Linked DNA regions of Zea mays: region 2 is linked to region 1. The links are chromatin contacts, called in public Hi-C maps. All regions are on one chromosome and are shown on one strand. The core of a region is the stretch at or near the end of the contact, and the rest is flanking DNA. Distances in the headings are between cores, read along the strand shown. Region 1 has its middle 28 kb from the start of LOC103633765. Region 2 holds the start of LOC100193141.

The links. A called contact is a pair of places that touch in the nucleus more often than the background predicts.
Region 2: a contact with region 1 is called in a Hi-C map of tassel, with 2.2 times the contacts expected there. The contact joins the promoter of LOC100193141 here to the enhancer-like site in region 1. A contact is called at or near these places in 2 of 25 Hi-C or Micro-C datasets (endosperm and tassel).

The regions. Positions count from the first base shown.
Region 1 is chr7:20,243,458-20,249,771 of Zm-B73-REFERENCE-NAM-5.0, forward strand. No RefSeq gene overlaps it. Among protein-coding and RNA genes, the nearest start is that of LOC103633765, 28 kb to the right of the region's middle. Within about 2 kb of position 4,369, at least 18 of the 20 cell types and tissues checked have an H3K27ac peak or open chromatin away from gene starts, as enhancers often do. A contact at or near this core is called in endosperm and tassel, where this site is marked.
Region 2 is chr7:20,411,202-20,417,249 of Zm-B73-REFERENCE-NAM-5.0, forward strand. It overlaps LOC100193141, which reads right to left and starts at 3,886. Exons shown (of 7, transcript NM_001138299.1): 1 at 3,454-3,886; 2 at 2,565-2,792; 3 at 2,357-2,478; 4 at 1,671-1,890; 5 at 1,078-1,220; 6 at 1-76. The coding sequence starts at 3,816. LOC100284118 (KHG/KDPG aldolase) reads left to right here and starts at 5,774. Exons shown (of 9, transcript NM_001157015.1): 1 at 5,774-5,987. The coding sequence starts at 5,830.

The DNA.
Region 1 (6,314 bases), core at 3,119-5,618:
GAGGGTCCTAGACGGGACCCTGGGATCTGCAACTGTTTGAATGCAGCATGGCTGATGACGTTGAGGCCTGCCCCACCGTCAATCAACACATGGTGCAGCCGCATATTGGCGACGACAGGGGCGGTGATGAGTGGTAGCACACCGGCCCCTGCCATGTTGTCGGGGCAGTCGGATGCCCTGAAGGAGAAGGTGGCGCTCCTCCATCGTTGATGTGGAGCAGCCTTCAGGACCCCTGGAGTCGCCGACAGGACCTCACGGCGCAGGGACTTGACGTTCCTGCGGAAGGTGAGCTCCCAGCTCTCGCCGTACATGACGTACAACTTCTTGCGGCGGTCGTTGTCGTCCCCAGAGTCAGAATCTCTGGTGAAGACGTCCTTGAGGTCCCCCTCGGGTGACTGATACCTGAGTTCTCGTTCTCCCGCGGCCACTTCGCCGTCGTCGACCCCCTCCTTACCAGGCCGGCGATGGGGTGGGGAGCCGTCCTTGGATGACTGCTCGCGTCGCTCGCTGACGCGCTTTGCGAGCTTGATGATCTCGTGGCACTCCGAGGCGCTGTGGCGAGCGTTGGGGTGCACAGGGCATGAGCCGCTGTTGCCTCCCTGTGGCCGGGGGCGCTTGTTGCGCTCGCTCCGGCCCCCAGTCGCGGCTGCGACAATCGGAGCGGCAGGCTACGACTTCTCATGGTCGTGGTTCTTCTTCTTCTTTTTGCCGTCCTGGGTGACGGTGCCGGAGCCTCCTGTCTGGGCGACTCCGGTCTGTGGCGCCGAGTGCCATGCACGGCCCTCGGTAGCTCTGGCGCACTTGTCGGCCAGAGTGAAGAGAGTGGAGACAGTTTCCACGTCGTGCGTGGCTAACTTATCTAACATCTTTTCATCACGTACCCCCTGGCGGAAAGCAGTGATGATGGAAGCATCTGATATACGAGGTATGGTGCCTCGTACCTTGGTGAAGCGGGAGATGAAGGCCCGGAGAGTTTCTCCGGGCTCCTGCCTCACTGCGTGGAGGTGAGCCTCCACGCCATGCTGCTGGTAAGCACTGGCGAAGTTTGCCGTGAACCGCGCGCAGAGCTCTTCCCAGGAGTAGATTGATCCTAGGGAAAGGTTCATGAACCAAGTCCGGGCCAGCCCAGACAAGGCAACATGGAAGTATGTTGCCATTACTGTGGTGTCTCCACCGGCTGCCGTAATGGCGGTGACGTAAACCTGCAAGAATTCCGACAGATTTGTCGTACCGTCGTACTTCTCTGGTAGGTGTGGCCGGAACTTGGATGGCCAGGTCGCCGCGCAGAGATGATCCGCCAACGCTACGCAGCCCACGCCAGCTAATGGGACACCCGCCTGGATCCGGGCGCCAGTTGGGGCCTGCGGTGCAACCACAACAAAGTCGTGGTCGAGGTTGCGACCCTCGACATTTTGTCGGCACTCATGCACCCTCTCTAGAGAGACGTGGGCATCCTCGCCCGCACGCCTGCGGTTGAGTTCCGCCCGCAGGTCATTAGACCTCTCCATATAGACTGGGGCGTCCTTGCCCGCTCGCCGGTGGTTGAGCTCCGCCCGCAGGTCCTCAGTCGGCGCGGCCCTCATCGAGGGAGAGCGCACTGATGCCGACGCCTCCTTTTGGCGCCGGGATGACCGAGGCCTTGGCCTGGTTGAGGCAGAGTGCGCCATGCCAAGCAGGCGGTCGACGTCGTCGCGCCACTGCTTCATGGCCCCCGGGGAGGTCGTGGAGCTAGGAGGGTGGCGCAGCAACTCTCTGGCCGCTGACAGTGCCCCAGGCGCAGCCCTAGACATCCTGGACGTTTGCGCGGGAGTGTGCTGCCGCGCAGAGTGCACAACAGTGGCCGCACCAGGCGCCGGGAGGTTGGTGGCCCGCGGTGTGGAAGAGGCAGCCGCCTCTTCCACCACGAAGTCCTCGGGCAAGAAATCATGGTGCTCGATGATGTGGACCATGGCGTCGAGTAGAAGAACAAGCAAAAACCTAAAGCCTAGCCCCCTACATGGCGCGCCAAATGTCGGAGAGGAAATCTCCGGCCGGGTAGCGGAATGCACCCGCCCTTAATCCTAAGATGAGGAGGGGCCTAAGCGTTTTGCCTGTTAGGTGGAAACGGGAAGAACACAAGAACACACAAGTATTTAGAGTGGTTCGGGCCGCCGGAGCGTAATACCCTACTCCACTGTGTGATGTATTGAGCTTGAGAGCTTGTATGAACTTGTGAGTGTGAGAGTCTAAGTGTGTCTGAGTAAGCCTGCCTTGTAACGTCATGTGTCCTCCCTTTTATAGCTCAAGGGGGGCACGTACAAGGACACTGAGCCCCGACATGTGGGCCCAGGGACATAACAGATGTAATACTTGGAGCAACTAATGCTAGTCGCCAGTGCAATCTCCTTGTGTCTTTATATCCGCGGTCTGCGTAGCATTAGCGTGCAGCGGAAGCTTCCCTGGCAACGTACGAGTGATGATGAGCACAGTGCACTCCGCAACATGGGCGTACTGCCTGGCGCGCCAAATGTCGGAGAGGAAATCTCCGGCCAGGTGGCGGAATGCACCCGCCCTAAATCCTAAGATGAGGAGGGGCCTAAGCGTTTTGCCTGTTAGGTGGAAACGGGAAGAACACAAGAACACACAAGGATTTAGAGTGGTTCGGGCCGCCGGAGCGTAATACCCTACTCCACTGTGTGATGTATTGAGCTTAAGAGCTTGTATGAACTTGTGAGTGTGAGAGTCTAAGTGTGTCTAAGTGAGCTTGCCTAGTTGCCTTGTAACGCCGTGTGCCCTCCCTTTTATAGCTCAAGGGGGGCACGTACAAGGACACTTAGCCCCGACATGCGGGCCCAGGGATATAACGGATGTAATACTTGAAGCAACTAATGCTAGTCGCTAGTGCAATCTCCTTGTGTCCTGATATCCGCGGTCTACGTAGCATTGGCGTGCAGCGGAAGCTTCCCTGGCAACGTACGAGTGATGATGAGCACAGTGCACTCCGCAGCATGGGCGTACTGCCTGCCAACGGAATGGACAGGCACGCAGCCTGCGAGACGACCTGGTCGCCGCCTGCCAGCGGAGTGGACAGGGCACATTAAATGCCGAGGCGGCACATCCCTTCCAGCGGAATAGACAGGGCCCATTAAATGCTGAGGTGGCACATCGCCTGTCAGCGGGACGGATAGGCGGCGCGCCTTATTCGCAATAAATGCAGGGGCTACGTAACCCGGAGGCCTTACGTCAGGCTCCTCCCGACAGCTTACGTCACGCATAGTAGTCCACGTGGCAGCATCAGGTCTCCGCCCGGGCGGGGAGCAGTGGCGCAAGCGGACAGGTCCGCACCAGACTGGGTCCGGACACGTGTCGTCACCGGACCCCCGCCTGGGTCCTGTCCAAGGCCCGTGCATGTTATGTCCTGGGACCTTGCTGTGTGTGGCCCGGACCCTGCACAGGGGGGTCCGGGGCCCGTCCCAAGGGTCCGGGCACGCCCGTGGAGGTTATGGACCTTACTCGGAGGCCCGATCTGTACGTACAGGGGTCCGACACTTCCCTATGGGGGTCCGGACCCACTGTTGATACTCTGGAGTATATCTTTTTTTCTGGCCGCGTGGCGACACGGGAGTCGTCCACGTGGTGGGGTCGGGCGTTGTTTACCATGCGACTAGAGGTAGCCGCATGGGCACCGCACCTTCACACTATAGTAAGAGGTACCCCTGTTTAAGGGTACCGACAAACAACAAAATAACTTTTCAACAAACTAGTCATCTAACTAGCCAAGCCATCCGGCTCTCCAAATTGCCCCCATCGCTAACCAAACTTAGCTAGTCACTCCAACTAGTTAAACTAAGGCCCTGTTTGGGACAGCTCCAGCTCTAGAAAATTTGGTGGAGTTAGTGGAGCAGGTCATTAGGTGCTCTAGAAAATCGTGGAGCTGGAGTTATAAGCCTTTAGAAAACATTTAGATAAGTAATTTTGTTTATTATTTAGATTAAAAATATTTTTATAACTATTAAAATTGATATTATAAACTACAACTCCACACAAATACCCTCTAAGTTGTATGTTAGAGAGTCCGTTGAAATAGGATACTACATATAAAATTTAATCTTTATAAAAGAAATAAATGAAGAGTCAAATAAAGGATCAAAAATATAGAGTCTCTTCGATATGCTCTTAGAGTACGTAGCATAATACCTCTCAATCCTACATATCTAAAGTAGATTATTCTCAGCTTCGAGCCACTCGGCAGTCGGCACTAGGCAGACAACCAGAAACTGGTGGAACCTACAAGAAGACAAAAGAAGTTTGTCGAGTTGCATGGAGCCACGTCCATAGAAGCTTTCCCCTCTCTCTCTCTTGTTCGTTTCTTAAGGCCTAAGTAACATGTGACATCATGTCCCACTGCCTACTAGTACCAAGCTGCAGAGGTGAAGCGTGTTTCGCTGGCCCTGTGTGGGTCCAGTGCTGTCTGCACTCTCGCTCGGATTATGCTAACCGCGTCTAGATCGCATCGCATCAATGGTGTACTAGCTATTTCAACCTAAGCTCATGAGTATTCTTTAATTTTCCATCCGCGACGTGTAGGTCGTAACAATCAAAAATTGAAATTTTAATTTGCACGCTATTTATTGCTTTATCTAGGTGCGTTCCTAACTATTTTTATCTAGCTAGGTGCCGGTAATAACTGCCTTTCATCATAACTATTGAAATTAGTAGTGGGTCGTTATCTTAGCTAGAGACAAAGTAGATTTTTAGCATAGGATTTTAGGAGCACCGATCCTGTAACAGCTAAAGAGCAATTCTAAGGACTAGTTTGGCAGCCACAAAACAAATGAAGGGTTAAAATCTCCTTTTTATTCAAAATTGAATAAAAAGGGGATTATAGCCTCTCCAATCCCCTTCGGTTCTGAGACTTTCCAAACTAGCTCTAAGGAGTCCCCTATTTTTTTTGTTGTCTCTTGTGCATTCACAGAGCGACATCGTCATCGTACCAACGTACTTATTTCCTCCTGGATGTTCAACCAGGCCCGTGCTTGGGGGTGTGCAACCTGTTCCCTCGAACAGGGGCCCACAAAATCTAGGGCCCCAAATATGTAAGTCTGTAGTATATTTATAAAATAGAAAATATACATTAGAGCATCTCTAAGACTATTTCTAAATTTCACTCTCTAAATTATTATTTTGAGAATCACTTTGTATATCTTTTAATCTCCAACAACGATTTTATATCTTGTTTGTATTTTTAGAGTCATTCACGTTTTCTATCTTTAGCTAGCGAGAAAGTTAGAATAAAAGATGATTATTTTTGGATAGCTATTTAAATAAGCTGTTAGAAGGGTTTTTTTTTTCAAAAAAAATATTCATATCAATTAGAAAGAATATAGTCTTTTGGAGTTATTCTTAGTCTCTAATTCTTTACTCATGCGTCTATTTCATGACTGTGAAACGTGAGCACAGCCCATATATGTGCAGTATGACGTTTCGTTCACCGACGGTCGACAACCTCGACTAATAAAAAAGGTCTCATTTCAGAATTTGTACAGGGCCTCAAATTTTACCGGCACGGCCCTGCGTTCAACTATGGCTAAGCTTGCTTAAATTATGTGATGTGCAGGACTGCAGGGCAGTACCTCCATTTGACATTGGTGTGATCAAATAGGCAAATGAAATGGCAGTGGAACAATCTATAACCTGACTTTGCTTTCTCCAGCAATTCAGCAGTGTTCATCAACGAAAGAACCCTTATGTCATGATCAACAGCTATAGTTTCATCCTTGTTAGAACTGACACTATCACAGTAGTGGGTGGACTGTTTGCTCCACACCTTCATCATAGAGATTTCTCTCTTATTGCTCCAATGCTTATGGTTGCACAAAGAAGTCGCCAAGTTCTGTTGTCTCAGCAGTCAGCACCCACAACATCACTCGCATTTTCCTTGTAGCTGAATGGAGAAATCTGACGGTGGAGCAGCAGGACTTTCAGCCTTCCCCGGAGGTCTGCCAGCTTATTACGTGCTGCACCGGATGAGCGTACGTGTCGACCGGGTGACAGCGGAGCGCGCGGCAAGCGCCGGCGGGTGGGCAGCGGGGCGCCGATGACGAGGAACGAGGACGGAAGCGCACCAACGTGTGGAGAGCGGCGCGCTGGCCGGTAAGGAGTAGGGCGCGCTGGCGGCTGAGGCGTGGGACGCGACGGCGTGGGGCAACAGGGAGCTTCGGCGGGTGGGAATCAGGACGGACACCGTTGACGAAGGAGTATAGGCTCGTGGCTGCGATGTGCTATAATCTCACGACTAAGTTCTATCTCAATTTGTTCTAAATTTATAAAATAGG
Region 2 (6,048 bases), core at 2,636-5,135, 170 kb after region 1:
TTTTGAGCTCCTAACCAAGTTCATTATCCACAACTCGGCCTCATCGTAGCTCATGTTCAGCCTCTGAGCAAGCATGCTGTACATTGCAGTAACATCAGAGCATCAAATAGATCAGTTCCCAGCCAAGTTGCTGTACGGTCCATAAAATACTGGGTGCAAACCAATACGTGCTAATTGCTATTGAAATAGAAATATTAGTGGGCTTGAACCCTGAGAATGCTATGATTGATCAAATTTAACAGATTTAGGCCTTATTCGGTTATTCCCGTCACACATGGATTGGATGAGATTGGAAAAAATAAAGAAGTTTGCCTTGCTTGGGATTTAAACCCACCCAATCCCACTCAATCCATATGGATTGAAAGCAAACCGAACAAGCCCTTAGTAAAAATGAATGCTGGCTCCCAAATTGTGCAGCCAAAACACAATGTGAATTACTTATAACACATAGGACATTACATATTTACATTATTGTGGTCAACAGACCTGAATCATCTACCTATATGATACAGAAAGTAGGAACAGAATAGGTAAAATTGACAAACAGTTTAGAACTGGAAAGCAAATTACTCCCTCTAGGTCCAAATTATAGATAGTTCTGGACAAGGTTTGAGTCAAACTTATAAAACTTTAGCTACAAATAACCGTTTTGTTATTTAATTTTGAAACCTAATAGTCATATGCACCGATTTGTCTTAAAAATACTTTTACAAAAGTATAAATATATTAAGAGTTCATTTGTATTTTAACAAAAAAAATGGAACAATTGGATCTATACCATTAAAAGATCCAAACTTTAGATATATACCATGGACCCCACATGTCATTGACTCATGTGGACCCACATGTAAGTGAGATAGTAATGGTATGGATCCAAAGTGGTGATCTTTTAATGGTATGGATCCAAATTTCCCAAAAAAAATGGTCAAAGTTATATTTTGAAGACCATCTCTTGTCCTAAAAGACTTATAACTTGGACCTGGAGGGAGTAGTGACAAAAAACATGTCATCCACTAAATTGTTGCAGAAAGAGAAAAATTTCCACCCATTGCAGTGCGTAGAGTCATAAACACCCACCTGATATCAATGCACCGATGGATACGGCAGTATGTCTCGAAAATAAACAGTCGGGCATTTTCAAGGAACTCAGCTCTCAAAGGAACAGTGACAAAATTTCCCTCTTCAACGCGCTTGCCCAGGAAAGGATCATTCAGTATAACCTAGAAAAGTAGACATTAGAACATGATAATGTACATTAACAACTTTATAGCATATAACAATTATTATTGCTGATTTTTGGGAGGAATGGAGGATAATGCTATTGTCACAGCAAAGTCCAATGCGGAATTAGATTCAAGCATGTTGTGAGACCTAAAACCCTTAGCTCATTTAAGCTTCCCTATAAATAGGCTATTATTATACAGATTCCGCAGGATGACATCCCTGATGCATATGACACATCCAAAAAATAGGTAAACTTTGGATCATCAAGAATAAACCATTTTACTGGGCAACATTTAAACAATTGATGGTTAAGGATCATTTTACATAAGGTACATTTTGAAAAAAAACTTCGCCGTTCAAGGTTTTCCATATTTCAAGAAGCACACACGTGGGAAGTTTAACAAATTTCAGGCCTTGAAGATTGCAGAAAGCAGCCTCGAAGTTACCTGCTCACACTCCACGAGTTTCTGTTGAGCACCATCAAAATCATAGTTGACATATAAGCATTGCAGAAACTCAGTTATGGGATCCTTGTAGCTATGCTGCTCCTGCTGAATGACCTTAATCAACTCTTTAAGCATATTCCTTCTCCTTTTGTTAACAACAACTGCAGTAGCTAGGTATCTCAGAAGATGGTGAGCATTTGTCTGTATAGCATTCAAGTACCTGCAAGGGAAACAAATGAGTATGCAAATTTACTGGTATATTCTGAACATTTATAACATTAAACATCAATTCAAAGACAAAAAATAGTAGTGACATCATACTGGATTACAGTTATAAAAAAATTGAATCTGAATCAAACTCAGTTTTTTTTTTCTGGAGAAAGAAACGATTATAAAAACCTACTAGTGGAAAACAGTGTAGTTTTAGACTTCCATGTATACCACCTAATACATTTATGAGGAAGAACTCCAACTGAAATAAAGCATTCACTATTCACTAATTATTGAATCGAAATATCAATGTGCATCTAAACAAAAATAAGGAAATGTGGAAGTATATTTTAATATCTTGAGAACTGTTGATAATAAGTTGTTGCTTCCTAAACTACTATTGCCAGAATGCTACAAATCACAAATCATAATTTTATGTCAGCATACGACGAGTCTTGAGATTTTAACAGACAAACCTGTCCTGGAAGAACAGATCAATGATCCCATTTCTACCATTTTCATGGTTAAAGAAGATGAACAGAGCCCAATGCATCAGCCATATCCTGTTCTGGAGCTGATTCAGAGGTGATGAGAAGTTCTGCCAAAAGATAAGGAAGGAACAAGGTTACTAATATAACATATACAAAGAGCAAAGAACACACTACGAAACATTGATGGTAGAACCTTTGAATCAATTATTTCCTTCAAGCGGTTGAATTCCTCCAAAGCCACATCCCAGTTCTGCATTAGGATTTCTGCTGCTAGCTTTCCCCAGAGGGCACTCACACTTCGCTCAGTATCTGTGCACAAAGCACGATACTGGTACAGGTACTCAGCAGCCCAGGAGTAGTTACCACACTCAAACTGAAATTTGGCATACTGATACAGAGCTTCAATCTGGTCAGGACCAATCTGCATTGTTAAACAAGGATTTAGTTCGTTAGCATTTAGCACAGAAGAGGCTATAACAATAAAAGTGCACAGCTTCAACATTCCATCTGAATTTTGATCTTAGTTAATGTGCACTGTGCTTTCTCGACAGTGCTCCAGCGGCAAAAACTCTGACTCTGAATTGTCCCTTACTGCAGAGTTGAAAGAACATAGACTTCAACTAGGCTCAATTTGAAAGCACTTTTTGGACTATACGATACAAGGAAATCAACTACGATCCTAGGAAGAATTACATGTCTAGATTTTAGGACACCTGCTAGAATACATATAACATACTGAATTATGCATAGTACCAAATAAAGCATATCTCACAATGTACTTATGTGATCCTTAATGTGGGAGCTAAAGTCAGCAGTCAGCCAATTCAAGATTCCTCACAACATGACAACATACTGCAGAACTAGGACCAAATCACTTGTATGATAATGATATATGTAACCACATTTAGCAACGGTAAGATCGATTCACTATATGAGCAAATCCGTTTCAGGATTTTTAGTGACACACAAATCCATAGCTTCGTAACAACGTCTGAAAACGCTCCAAAACACGGAATTCCACCAACCTAACTAAATAAAGCACGCATATATATATCTTTAACAAAAACAAGGCAGAAGCAGACCTGGTATCTCTCCTGGAGCATGTGGATGTTGTACTGTTTGTCGGGCCTGAGCTCCTGCACGAGCTGCGGGTTCTGGAGGAAGGCGACGAGCGGGGCTGCGGCCTCGTCGAGCGACCTGAGCCTGGAGACGACCTCGGAGCGGCGCTTGACCATGTCCTCGGGAACGTCATCGGTGCCGTGGAGGGACTTGTGGATGTCCATGGCGTAGTCGACCATGTTGGTGCCGCTGAGGAGGCGGATCTTGGCCTCCAGGATCTCCGGCCTCGAGTAGAGCTGCCGCTCCTGGAGGAACTCCAGCAGCGGGAAGACCAGGTGCCGGTCCAGCTGCGCCGCCATCAGCGCCGTGAGGTCGTGGTCCGCCATGGCTGGTGCTTCAAGCTCTCTTAGCTGCCTCCCGCGTGCGGCTAGGATTAGGGTTCCTTTCGGGTTTGAGGGGGTGGGGAGCGGGGAGGAAGAAAGAGAGGAGGGCAAGGGAGTTATTTGTAGACATAGCCAAACGGGCCGCCCGGCCAGGCCCGGTCCAGGCCCGGGCCCGATGAAGCCAGGCTCGCTAGACACGGTTGGGAAAATGGGCCAGACCGTCTAAGTCCGCGAGCTCGATTTCTTGTCCGAGTCCGGCCCACAGCGGGTCTAAACGGGTCGAGCACGAAAAAACGGGGCGAAAGCGGGCCGATAAGTACGTTTTAGTGCAAAAAAGCGGGCTTAGAGGTAAACAGGTCATGCCGGACTAGCCTACCGTATCTAGTTTCCTGTCCGAGCCTGGTCCGCTTATTCGTGCCGGGCCAGCCCAGACCCTATATAACTGAGCCGTGTCGGGCTCAAATCGGGCCCAAATAGCGGACTTCGTGTCGGGCTCGCATACCTCGTGCTTATTGACCATCTATAGTTATTTGCCCATTCGCCATTATCAAATACGGGCTTCGCCCAAATGCCATCATAAAATTAGGTTTCGCCACTATGCCATTTTTAACCATCGTTCCACAAACAAAATTTAGAATTATACCAATCCAGTTCAGTGCCATTATCAAACTCGGTCTAAACGCTAAAATGCATTTTGTTGTTTAGGTTCTGTTTGGGAGAGCTTCACTTCAAGAATTTCAATTTTGTTCGAACTTCTTCAACCCAAACAGGTCCAGCTCCACGAGCTTTAGTTTTAAAAAAAATCGAAACTAGAGGCCCGTTTCATGAAATTCATGAAGCTCCATAGAGGGTGCTTCAAAAACACTGTTTTTATATCTCCTCATGAAGCTGTACGAAAATTACCCACCATGCCACTGGTTACGCAACATACAATTTCCGTTTTATCTGGCGACAACCCACTAATCATCAAGAGTAATCAAGGAAACCCACACAAATCAATTGTACTATAGAAGTTGGAGTCCATATACAAACCAAACGCTCCTGGAACTCACCTTAACAATTTGCTGGAGCTGTTTTATAGTAAAACTGGAAACCAAAGCTGAAGTTTTTGAAGTGAAGCTCTCCTAAATAGGGCCTTAATAAGATGAAAAATGATCAATTTCCCTAACTGTTGCCTCATGCCGTATAATAAACTTGCTCTCCTCTCTCCTCGCGCCATGGATCGCTCCGCCGCCGGCGTCTGCCATGGAGGACTTCGCACGCGCGGTGGAGGGCGGGGCTCAAGCTGTCGTAGCTCGTGCTCCCGGGAGGGGTGCCACTGCCGCGCCCGCCGACGGGGATGGAGCGCACTGCAGCCGCTGTGCTCCGCCGCCTGCGGCCCCGCTCGATGCGGCCATCGTGCCTGTGCTTCTCCTCCGCGGCGGCGACGACCACCACCTCGTCCTCCTCGCGGCGTACTCGCACTCTCGTAGAGGTGGCCACGGCTGGAGAAGACGACGAACGCAACCTTGGCACGGGAGCTGGGCTACGGCACGTGTCGTTCGCGAGGACGATGGCGGCCAACTCGGTCAGCACCGCGACGGCGAGGTAGACTGCGTTTGGTTGTAGAATGGAACGATACCTTGTTTGGTCAGAGTTAAAGATTAGCACAGCCTTAAAATTGAAACGCTGTTGTCCTGAAACCGAACGCATCTTTGCGCGACAGCAGGATGTCCTGACGTTCTTTATCGTCCCTCCAATTTTTAAGAGATAACTGAAACAACATTTTAATAATTCTGTCCCAACCTTTTAATCAAACAAATTTATTTGAAGAATCGTCTCATCTTTGTCTTATCCTATTATTGCAATCAAACATATGACTTGACGTTTTAAGGCCCCAGGCCCAAGCACAACGCAGCTCACGTTTTGAGCTCGTGTGTTTAACTGTTTACGCCGCGCAAAATTCTCGCAAAAGAAAGCAGCGGTGTGTCAGTGTCTGCAGTGGTTCTTATCTGCAGCTCTTTTTGCCGCCCGATAATGCGCGTTGCCGCCTCCCAGCTTCCCCTCCCCACCACCACCCCAGCCCGCCGGCGACGGCGAGCCTCGGCGCCGCCCACCGCCGCGCCGCGGCCACCCCCGAGAGCGCTCGCCGCCATACTGCGCTCGCGCGTCATCGCGTGCCTCCGCGCGCAAGAGTAAGGGCCTCTCGCCGCTCCTCGAGTCCCTCTAGACCGCTACGTGTTCGGCGACAGTCCT